Regions from separate parts of the Mus musculus genome. Here region 2 is linked to region 1. Evidence: chromatin contacts called from public Micro-C data. All regions are on one chromosome and are shown on one strand. The core of a region is the stretch at or near the end of the contact, and the rest is flanking DNA. Distances in the headings are between cores, read along the strand shown.

Region 1 (5,411 bases), core at 1,184-3,683:
AGCAGAGGGGAACAGTACCATCTCCATAATTTGGGGAGGATAGAGCTCTCGAGTGAAGGAGCCTCCGCATCCCTGGGGCATGTGTACCTAGAACTCCCCCTCCTTCTCAAAACCCTTTCTGGTTGGAGTTGTTATTCTGTCCCATCTTCCACTGCTAATGTGTCTCCCAGGGGACAGATGGCCTTCTTTGTCATCTCCCCTCTCCGCCCCCAGAGAGGAGTCAGAGCCATAACTCAATCCACCCAGTCCTCTCCAAAGACAGCTGAATATTAATGCACGCCATCCTCAGAATGGAGAGGACCTGCTAGGCATCTTAGCTCTCCCAGCTCGTGCCTGTAAAGCCAGCACTCAGGAGGCTCTGAGAGTTCAAGTCCAGCCTGGGCTACTGAGTGAGACCTGGTCTCAGGAACACTCCAAATAGGTTTGGGTTTGAGCGCTGGAGATCATAGCTGAGTTGGTAGTGTGCTTGCCTAGCATGTACAAAGCTCTGGGATCCACCCCCAGCACCACTTAAGCCAGGCGTGGCGGTGCACGCCTGCACTCCTGGCCCTGGGAAGTAGTGGTAAGCAGGATGGGGCATTCAAGGTCATCGCCAGTTAGTTACTTGACGAGGTTGAGGCCAGCCAAGGAAACAGGAGACCATCTTGGGGAAAATGATTCTAAGGAGAGATAGATTGTCTTTGTCTCTGCCTAAAGCCTTTGGAAGCAAGCCACTCATCTTCGCTGTTTGGCGCTCTGGAGGTGGGGTGGGCATTGAAGGCAAGGAGCTGCTTTGCTGTGTGTCCATGAGGTCCTCAGGGAGAAGCCCACCTCCCTCACCAAAGGAAGCAGCAAGATGGGTGCCCGGTTGGGGTGGGTGGGACCTGCTGAGTCTCCCATCCCTCAAGCAACCTTTCCCCTGTTGAATGCAATAAGTGACTCCGGTCCCTTAACAACTGGGGTCTCACCGTGCGGCTGTGGTCGTGGGCAGTGTTGCCATCTTCACTTACTGCTTCCGTTTTCCATCTGTTTTGTTAATAAAATATGTATATTTACTCCCGATATCACAATAAAATAAATTATTTGATCTAAGTCATTCACAGAAGTTTTTGTTTTTTAAAAAACTGAGTAACCCATCCTATGTTTAAGAGTTACAGAGTCCAACTGAAAAATATTGGTCTTCAAGGTGTTGGGCTCCTGAGTATGTGTGTGTGTGTGTGGGGGGGGGGTGTTCTAAGATGACTGTGGACTTGGAGTTGTGGGGTGGACATGGGAGCGGGAAAATAGTCGCCAACCTTGTGGCGGCCAGAGTGGGAGTGGGATGGTGTGTCTGTCTTCATTATGCTCTTGCTCCTCCATCTGTTAACTTTAGTGGGCCTCTTGGGGTACCAGCTCTGTGGGAAGGAATTCTCTGTTCACGCAGACTTCCTGGGAAAGCTATCTGCTTAGAGGCCAGGAAGAGTCCAGCAGGGTCCTGGGAAAGTGAAGGAGTGACCAGTCCTCCAGTTCAGGGGGGAGGGGATGGAGAGGGGTGGATGACGTGGTTGGTGCTAGTCTGGGAGAGTCAGTACCTCTTCTCTTGGCTGAGGAGGTCTCTTGGCTGGTGGAAAAACCTGGCTTGATGTAGCCCCAGGGAAGTGAGCTGGAGGAGGCGGAGACAGCTCTGACGGGAAGCAGAGCGGAGCAGAGCTTTTTTTCTTTGGGAATTTTTAACTCTATTTGAGCCATGTACTTGACACTAACACCACCCTGAGCCATTTTTAAAGGATCTATCCACCTCACGTTCTGCACAGACCAGTGTCCTTACTTGTGGAAAACTAGTCACCAGCCCACTTCTGGTAACAGGCTGCGAGGGTTGGGGGTGGGGGGGGTCACCGGAGGTAACAGTCTGGAAGGAGGCAAGAGTTGAGGGAGGGGATTGAAGTAGTTTAGTCACAGGGTTTATTTTGTAGTACCAATGTTTTCCTTTTTTTTTTTTAAACTTCCCATCCAACATATTCCAGCGTAAGACTTCAAAAAAATTTCCCTCCCCTTCAATCTATATACCCACCGACACTGCTCCCACCCCTACCAGTTCCTAAGAGTGCAACGCAGTTGGCTGGGAAAGAAGTGGGGAGAGGTCTCCTCCGGGAGGGGGAAGCCAAGAGAGTGGCGTTTCTAAGGGATTTAACCTCCTACCCTCGGCTACATGACGCCACCCCTCCCTCCAAAGACTGGAACTGCGCCTCCATTTTTGTTTTGGGGCAGAGGCAGGGGCTCCCGGGTAGGAGGGGGTCAAAGGAAACGGTGATTATCACCCACCAAGGGGAGGGGTGCTCTCCCTTCCTTTCTCTCGGTCTGCACCCCGGCATCCCCTTCCACCTTCTCAGGGTCTCCCCCCCACCCCCCCGCCCCTTGTTGCTAAGGCCCGGACCGTCATCCCAGCAACAGCCTCAGTCATGTGACCGGCAATGGCGGCGCTGACGAGAGGTAGGTGAGCCCGGCGCCCCCACACCCACCGCGTGCCCCCCCAGGCCGGGTCCGCACCCTCACAAGCCCCCCGCTTCCCTCCGCCCCCTCCTCCGCCATTGGACCCCCACGCGCGCGCCGCGGGAGAAGAGGGCGCCCTCGGGGCCCGGGCCCATCATCTTTCCCGCACCTTCAGCCCTGGCCTCCATTTGGGGGTTCTGAGGGCCGCAGTCGGGTGGACACACACCCTCACCAAGCGGCGGGACTCCGGGGCTTCCTCGAGTAGGGATGCGGGAGTTGGTTTCGGGTTGGATGGATCCGGGGGCAGTCTCGGGGAGAAGGGTGGGGGGTGCCTCAGTGGACACCTCCCCAGGGGACCCTTGCCCTTTCTCGCCGTCCCTGCCAGCGGCCGCTGTCTGGAGGAAGAGGCTGGTCTGGTGTCCGGCCTGGTTTGCCCCAGAGGAATGCTAGACCCAGACTAAACTGTGGCCCCGCCTCCCTGTGCCGTGCCAGCAGGACTTGGAGCTAGGACACCTAGATCCTGGGTTCTCTCTGGTGGGGAGGGGGCATTTCACCGTGCACAGACCATGCGGGTTGAGATGCTTAGGTTTTCATCTCAAGGACCCTATGATGGAGGCACAAACGGACAGAGGCTTCTTTTTGGATCACAAGGAATTGAGGTCACATGAATGGCCCCTCTTCCTAATTGAGCTGCACTTTGTGTTGTGGGAAAGGCCCTGGAGCTGGGCTGTGACAGGGCTCAGGGGAAAACCTCGGGTCCCTCTAGCCAAGCTCCTGCTTGATTTGCAGCTGACAGCAGCTCTGCGGGCACTGGGTTTAAAGGTGACAATGAGAACTTTGTTATTGCGGGACTGCTAACACTTTGCTGGCATCCCTAACAGACTTCCGGCTCTCAAGGAAAGGTCTCTGTCAACAACAGGGACTTGAACTATTCGAGAACGTAAAGCGAGGAGTTTAGGAGATATTTCTGTCAGTGTAATCTGAGGGAGGTGGCGTGTACGACCTTCATCCTGTGAGGCCCTTTTTTTTTTTCTCCTTCCTGTCTTTATCTGCATCTAGGATCTCCCTCTGCACTGGGGGGAAAAGAGGAATTAGCCTGATGAAGTTCCTTGAGCAACTTGGAGAGGATTCTGCAGGGGAGGAGAGGAACTAGAAGAGCGTTTTCTGTCTGGGCTGGCTGAGGAAATGCTATCATAACTCTTTACCTTCCTCGTCTCCAGCTCTGGCCAGCTGAAGGTGGAGGTGGAGGGACTTCTGCTACCTTCGTCTCTGTGGTCTTTTCAGGTACCCGTGCCCCAGGAGAACCTCAGCTTTCGGGTTCCTCCTGTATTCCAAGAAATCCCCATTTCCAGTACCCCTACCCCAGGTTCCTGGCCATTTCAAGGGCTCCTGAGTTGGGGCTTTGGGGTTGGGGAATAGTTTTCCTTCCTCCTCCTCCTCCTCCTCCTCCTCCTCCTCCTGTTTTTTTTCTTTTCTTTTCTTTTCTTTTTTTTTTTTTTTTTTGAGACAGGGTTTCTCTGTGTAGCCCTGGCTGTCCTGGAACTCACTTGGTAGACCAGGCTGGCCTCAAACTCAGAAATCCGCCTGCCTCTGCCTCCCAATGCTGGGATTAAAGGCAAGCGCCACCACTGCCCAGCTTTTTTTTTTTTTAAAGATTTATTTATCTATCTATCTATCTATCTATCTATTTATTTATTTATTTATTATAAGTACACTTTTGTTGTCTTCAGACACACCAGAAGAGGGCATCAGATCCCATTACAGATGGTTGTGAGCCACCATGTAGTTGCTGGGATTTGAACTCAGGACCTCTAGAAGTGTAGTCAGTGCTCTTAACCACCGAGCTATCTCTCCAGCCCCCTTACTTTCTTTTCTTTCCCATTCCACCAGGCCACAGGATCTCCAGGTATCAGGGGGAAAGGAGAGTGAGCCTGCATGCCAATTCTAAGCTCCTCCGGATCAAAGTGAGCAAAGCAAACGGAGGTGGGATGGGGTGGGGTAGGGGTGGGGAGCCTCCTTCCCTTGGAGGAACCTTTTTTTTTTTCCATCTTGGGGAGAAGGGGCAGGTTGTTGTGCTCAGGGGAGAAATGAAAGAAGCAAGCAGGGCTGGTGCTTGGCTTAGATAACGATGAAATATGGAAACCTGTGCCCAGAGGGTGCTGGGCTATGGGACAGAAGTGGAGATAGAAAACCAACCGGTTTGTGGGCAGTGTTGGGGGTTGGCTTTGAGGGAAACAGAGGTAACACAGGGGGTTCAGAAGGAGCCTGAAGTAAGAGGCACATTTATCTGTCAAATGGGGACTCCCCACTCTGAGTCCCTTTCACCCTGGGGGCAGTGTCGTTCGTCCTGTCCAGAATGGCAGCCTGTGGAGGCTCCTGCAAGAACAAAGTGACTGTCTCCAAGCCTGTGTGGGACTTCCTGAGCAAGGAGACCCCAGCCCGGCTGGCCCGGCTTCGGGAGGAGCATCGGGTGTCCATCCTCATAGATGGCGAGACTTCTGACATCTACGTGCTCCAGCTGTCCCCACAGGGTCCTCCCCCAGCCCCTCCCAATGGGCTCTACCTGGCCAGGAAGGCTCTCAAGGGGCTACTGAAAGAGGCAGAGAAAGAGCTAAAGAAAGCCCAGAGGCAGGGGGAGCTCATGGGCTGCCTGGCTTTGGGGGGTGGAGGGGAACACCCCGAGCTGCACCGCCCAGGCCCTCCTCCCCTCCGAGCAGCCCCACTCCTGCCCCCAGGGGCAAGAGGGCTACCCCCTCCTCCTCCTCCCCTGCCCCCTCCACTCCCTCCTCGTCTCAGAGAGGACGCTGAAGAGCAGGAAACCACCTGCCCCATTTGCCTGGGGGAGATACAGAATGCCAAGACGCTGGAGAAGTGCAGGCACTCCTTCTGTGAGGGCTGCATCACACGGGCCCTGCAGGTGAAAAAGGCCTGCCCCATGTGCGGCCGATTCTACGGGCAGCTTG
Region 2 (5,778 bases), core at 2,715-5,214, 400 kb before region 1:
GGAAACATAAAGAATGTCAAAGTGTGACTGTATCCGCTGCGAACACCCACAAGAGCTCCGGGGAAGGTGGCTGCAGCTGGCTGTGGCTGAGGAGGGTTAGGTCGCAGAGAAGGCAAGCTCACCAGAGGAACGGATGCCTGTGGGTGGGCCTGTCCCACATAGCTCTCTCCTTCCTTTTCCAGACGTGGAGCAGATGGCAATCGACTGGCTGACGGGAAACTTCTACTTTGTCGACGACATTGACGACAGGATCTTTGTCTGTAACCGAAACGGGGACACCTGTGTCACTCTGCTGGACCTGGAACTCTACAACCCCAAAGGCATCGCCTTGGACCCCGCCATGGGGTAAGAGTGTCGGGCTGGCATTCTCACTCTCGAAAGAGGAGGCAGAAGCTGTAGTGGGAAGTGTGTGGGGGATCCTGGTCCCTGCGCCCCATTTATCATGTGTGCACCCACAGGAAGGTGTTCTTCACTGACTACGGGCAGATCCCAAAGGTGGAGCGCTGTGACATGGATGGACAGAACCGCACCAAGCTGGTGGATAGCAAGATCGTGTTTCCACACGGCATCACCCTGGACCTGGTCAGCCGCCTCGTCTACTGGGCGGACGCCTACCTAGACTACATCGAGGTGGTAGACTACGAAGGGAAGGGTCGGCAGACCATCATCCAAGGCATCCTGGTGAGGGGGCTGCTTTGTCTGAGGTTATTCTGAGGAGACCAACCACCAGAGCCTCCTGCTGACGGGGAGTCCTTTGGGGGACTTGATCTCTAGGGCTCCCAGTGAGTGTGGAAAGAGCAGAGTTAACCAGCCCATGTCTTCTGGAGGGGCCAGCAGGAATGTGTCAGAGAGGAAGGCTATGGCTTCCCATTCTGATGGGAGCAGTCATTTAAAGACACCCCTTTTACTTCCCTTTTTCTTATTTGAGGCTTAAAATAACCCCTGGGAGATGAGCAGGCAGTTGACAAAAGCGGGGTTCAAAGATGTTTGGTAATTTGCCAGAGGTTACACAACTGGGAACAACGCTCGAACCCAGCCAGGAGGTCCTGCTGCTCAGTGCAGACCGTCCACTCCGGAGTAGCTTGCGTGTGCAGCCATGCCCGGGGCTTTGAGTGGAACTCTTCCAGTCCTAACCTTGAAAAATCTCACAGCAGACTCCTTATCTTGGGCAAATGGAAACAGCTGGCCCCTGTAGGCTTCCTTGGGACACGAGAGAACCCTCAGTCTCCAGAAAAGCTGCAGTCAAGTTGAGCATTCTCTGGGGAGGGAGGTTAGGGCCCGAGTTTAACTCATCTGCAAATTCTCAAAGGGTCTGCAAGGAGCTTAATTCTGCGAGGGACATTGTTTTTTCTTGTCCTCGGTGGTAGGATGGTCCAGTGATCAGCACATCTGGTGTGTTAGATAGCAGTGTCACCACAGAGGCAGAGTATAGAAAGGAATAGCATCTCTTTGAAAACTCCAGTTCTTTACTTTGTGAAGGACGAATAGGAGATGGACAAACAGAAATTTCCAGAACACACAAGTTTAGCATCAGGTTAAACAAAACTAGCGGGGAAAGTTCGGACGTAGGTGATGGGAGTCTGGGTGGCAGGCGGAGGCCGATGGGGGATGAAGGGAGCAGCCTTTTCATCTTGTTGACCGACGCTGCCTGCCGTCTCAGATCGAGCACCTGTACGGCCTGACCGTGTTTGAGAACTATCTCTACGCCACCAACTCGGACAATGCCAACACGCAGCAGAAGACGAGCGTGATCCGAGTGAACCGGTTCAACAGTACTGAGTACCAGGTCGTCACCCGTGTGGACAAGGGTGGTGCCCTGCATATCTACCACCAGCGACGCCAGCCCCGAGGTAAGCGGTCAACAGGGCACCTCCACAGTCGGCTTCACCCCAACAGCACTGTCTGCTCTTCTGCATATCTCTTTCAAATTGAGAGTGTTTCTAGGCACCTTCCCCAAGCTACTTCTCCTCGCCTCTCCACGACCGGAATCCCTTATGCCTGGGTTGTGGCAAGGCGGTGAATACTAGTTCTGGGCTTCAAAGTCCTAAAATGGGACAAGAGCAAAGAGCACCCCCCATCTGACCCGAGCAGAGCCCCCTGAAGGGTGCTGACAGCTCTCTCCTCTGCCCCCAGTGCGGAGTCACGCCTGTGAGAATGACCAGTACGGGAAGCCAGGTGGCTGCTCCGACATCTGCCTCCTGGCCAACAGTCACAAGGCAAGGACCTGCAGGTGCAGGTCTGGCTTCAGCCTGGGAAGTGATGGGAAGTCTTGTAAGAGTGAGTATCAGGGAGAGTTGGGCCTGCTGGGGGTAGGGGTGGGTCCACAGACATTCCCCTGTAACCCGCTGCCTCTGCCTAGATGCAGAGAAACGAAGGGCAGAGACATAAGGGGCCCACACCCAAGAGCAGCGATATATCTAGCACACGATCACTCATTCTGCGAGTGTTCAGCAAACACACACTGGGTGTTTGACACCGTTCGGGCAGTGAAGGGTGTGGGGGGACAGAGGAGTTGTCAGGACAGTCGGAGGATGTGATATCTAAGCCAAGCTCTCTGCTGATGAAGTGAGGCGGCCAACCGTGTGACTGCTGAGAGATCATTTATGGAGGAGTGAACTTACGGTTCAAAGGCCCTGAGGCCAGTGTAGGGTGTGGTCTGCCGAGACGCTGGGTAAGGTGTCGTGGTGTGAGTAAAGGGAAATGAAGGGAATTTCTCACTGGGATGAGGAGCTTATGACCACTGTGGAAAGAAGATGAGTGATTGGGTGCGTCCTGTGTACGCTTATACTGTGCTGGGCAGGAGGGAAGAAGCCAGGTGGCTATTTCCATGGTGTGGGTCAGAGTGACATGGTTTAGGTTAAGATGGTGACAGACTGGTAGAATGACCAGATACCAACGTGCTCTGAAAGCACTCCGATTTCCATGAAAAGTTGCTTGAGTCAAATCCCCATGACACAGCGGCTCTAGGACTAGAGTGGAGCATGTTATCTTGTGTCTTCTGGGAGTGACTCATAGCCCTGTCTGCTCCAGATCTCCTGACCCAGCCCAGCCAACGCACTATAGCACCTCAGACCCAGATTTCAATTTGGGTGGTGACCATGTGTGCGTGTGAATGTGCGCATACATGTGTGTGCATTGTGTGTATGCGTGTGTGTCTGTATCCATGTGTGTGTGTGTGAGTGCATGTGTGTCTGTGTGTATATGCATGTGTATCTGTGTGTGTGTGTGTGTGTGTGTGTAAGCGAGTGCATGTGTATCTCTGTGTGTATGTGAGAGCAAGTGCATGTGTGTCTGTGTGTCTGCATGTGTGTGTGTGCGCGCGCACGTGTGCGAGTTCATGTGTGTATGTGTGTGTGCATGTGTGTATGTGAGCGAGTGCATGTGTGTCTGTGTGTATATGCATGTATGTCTGTGTGTGTATGCATGTGTGTGTGTGTGTGCGCAAGTTCATGTGTGTCTGTGTAACTTTGTGCCCTTTGTACTTGCCCTAGAACCTGAACATGAGCTGTTCCTCGTGTATGGCAAGGGCCGACCAGGCATCATTAGAGGCATGGACATGGGGGCCAAGGTCCCAGATGAGCACATGATCCCCATCGAGAACCTTATGAATCCACGCGCTCTGGACTTCCACGCCGAGACCGGCTTCATCTACTTTGCTGACACCACCAGCTACCTCATTGGCCGCCAGAAAATTGATGGCACGGAGAGAGAGACTATCCTGAAGGATGGTGAGGGCGTCAGAGGTGGGCGGTGTGTGGGAAGAGCTCCTGGGGGATGAGGCGCCTGAGACAGGAAGACATCAGAGGCTTAGATTGCTCCCTCACAGTATGAAGAGTCCTTGCTGACAAGCTGGCTGGGCTGGTTGGCATGGAGATGAGGGGATAGACAGGTTGACCCCTGTGTGACCCCCTTCTTGGCTGAGCCAAAAAGAGTCGGAGGATGGATGGATGTGTTAGGCAGTGAGGGCTGCCTTGGCCAGCCCTTGGGAAAATTCAGGGTCTCGCCGCCATTGGCTCAGAGCCCTGGAGCTGTGTACAGCATACAGCCAGGAGAGGCCATAGGCCCTGAATCACAGCCGGGCCTGCCATGTCAGACAGGGCTCATCCACAAGTGTAAATGCTCAGAATGTATGCAGCTGGATCTCATGGCCACGGATATCTCTACCTCTCTGTGGCCTGAGAACTCTGTGTCTGTCTCTCCCTCTGACCTACTTTGGCAGGGCCACTGTGCAGTGGAGCCGTTCCCCTTGAGGGCTTCTGAGCTGTGTGTGTTTTATACCTCAGATCTGTTTTTGGGGGCCCCAAGATCTGGTTCCTTAACCAGTCAATCTGGCTTGCTCCCCACCCTCTGTGCAGCTCAGAGAACCTCAGCAGTCAGCAATCATAAGACTGTGTGGAAATCAAGAATGACTCCTGTCAGGAAGACACTGGGGACCCCTGTACAGGGGAACTGCTATTTAAGGGACACTAGATAAAGCCTTTGGCTAAGGGAAAATTCACTTCCTAATTTACTCATTTTTGTGAGTACAGGTTTTTTAGGCCCAGGATGGTGGCGTCATACTGGAGCAAAGAGCCAGTGCATATCGCCCCGGCTGTCCACCTAAGCACAGGCCCAGACATGCCCTCATCTGAGAGCTCCCCTTAGTCACGTAGTTTCCTGGCTGCCTCATGCTGTTTTTCAAAATGTAGATGTGGCATCGTAGATGCAGTGTAGATGTGGCATCTGAAAGGGTCGTCTCCATCCCCACCCCCACCTCTGCCCCACCCTCCCTCCCCCATCTGCCCACCATTCAGGGCACCACATGCCTCCTGCTCCCCCTGCCTGGCCACCATCTCTCTCTGTGTCATGTGTCCTTCAAGGGTCACCCCCATGCGCTCTCTACACCCTCACAGGCATCCACAATGTGGAGGGCGTAGCCGTGGACTGGATGGGAGACAATCTTTACTGGACTGATGATGGCCCCAAGAAGACCATTAGTGTGGCCAGGCTGGAGAAAGCCGCTCAGACCCGGAAGACTCTAATTGAGGGCAAGATGACACACCCCAGGGCCATTGTAGTGGATCCACTCAATGGGTGAGTCTGTCCCTGGGCGTGGGGTGGATGCATGTACATCTCAGAGGACTGGGGAGGGAAGCGGCAAAGCCAGGGGCGTGGCTGAGGCAGGCAGGCTGCAGAGGCAGGAACGGGAGCCTGAAAAAGGAGCCTGAAAAGAGAGCGTGTGTTTGTCCGTCTGTCTTGAGGAGGGAAAACAAAACCCTGGTACGCAACCGGAAGTCTGCTTCTGCCGCTCCACTACAGAGCTCTCTCCTGGTTCCCCTTGGCTCCAAGCCGCCCTAGCCTTTGGGTCTGCACAGTTCTTGCTTGCCAACATCTGCACCTGCCTTCCTTCCCTCACCCACCACTTCCTGTCCCATCCTTTGCTGTCTGGAACTCCCGGATACCTCACATTTGGTTTCTTGTCAGCGTTGGGTCTCAGAGAAGCCCCCCACCCCATCCCTGTTCACCCAAACTTGCTGCCTAGATTCTCTCCGCCACTCACATTTAATTTTCCTCCTGATTTTATCACTCCGACACGACTTTCTTGAACAACTTGTTTCTCCTGGGATGTTCGCTCCTAAGAGATGGGGAACCTTGGTTTTGCTGCATCCTGGGATGCCAGAGCCATGCTCCAATTAGAGTAGCCATTCATGGTGGCCTGAGTTGCTGTGATGTGGGGTTTAGAGAGAAATAGCTCAGAGAGACCCCTGGGAGGAACTCTGGATACCACCTAGATACCAC

The links. Hi-C and Micro-C count contacts between places; a contact is called where the count stands out from the background.
Region 2: a contact with region 1 is called in a Micro-C map of embryonic stem cells, with 2.5 times the contacts expected there. The contact joins the enhancer-like site here to the promoter of Dtx3 in region 1. A contact is called at or near these places in 1 of 484 Hi-C or Micro-C datasets (embryonic stem cells), 1 of 115 datasets of contacts at active chromatin or transcription factors (pancreatic cancer cells) and 2 of 9 other capture datasets (liver and pancreatic islet).

The regions. Positions count from the first base shown.
Region 1 is chr10:127,192,731-127,198,141 of GRCm38.p6, reverse strand. It overlaps Dtx3 (deltex 3, E3 ubiquitin ligase), which reads left to right and starts at 2,433. Exons shown (of 6, transcript NM_030714.2): 1 at 2,433-2,448; 2 at 3,508-3,732; 3 at 4,339-4,412; 4 at 4,785-5,411. The coding sequence starts at 4,412. It overlaps F420014N23Rik (RIKEN cDNA F420014N23 gene), which reads right to left and starts at 2,893. Exons shown (of 3, transcript NR_045716.1): 1 at 2,675-2,893; 2 at 948-1,005. Pip4k2c (phosphatidylinositol-5-phosphate 4-kinase, type II, gamma) reads left to right here. Exons shown (of 10, transcript NM_054097.3): 10 at 1-1,075.
Region 2 is chr10:127,589,852-127,595,629 of GRCm38.p6, reverse strand. It overlaps Lrp1 (low density lipoprotein receptor-related protein 1), which reads left to right. Exons shown (of 89, transcript NM_008512.2): 7 at 183-345; 8 at 459-681; 9 at 1,661-1,850; 10 at 2,134-2,277; 11 at 3,492-3,728; 12 at 4,893-5,073. Among named protein-coding and RNA genes, the nearest start is that of Gm16217, 3.5 kb to the left of the region's middle. Within about 2 kb of position 3,964, at least 121 of the 459 cell types and tissues checked have an H3K27ac peak or open chromatin away from gene starts, as enhancers often do. A contact at or near this core is called in embryonic stem cells, where this site is marked.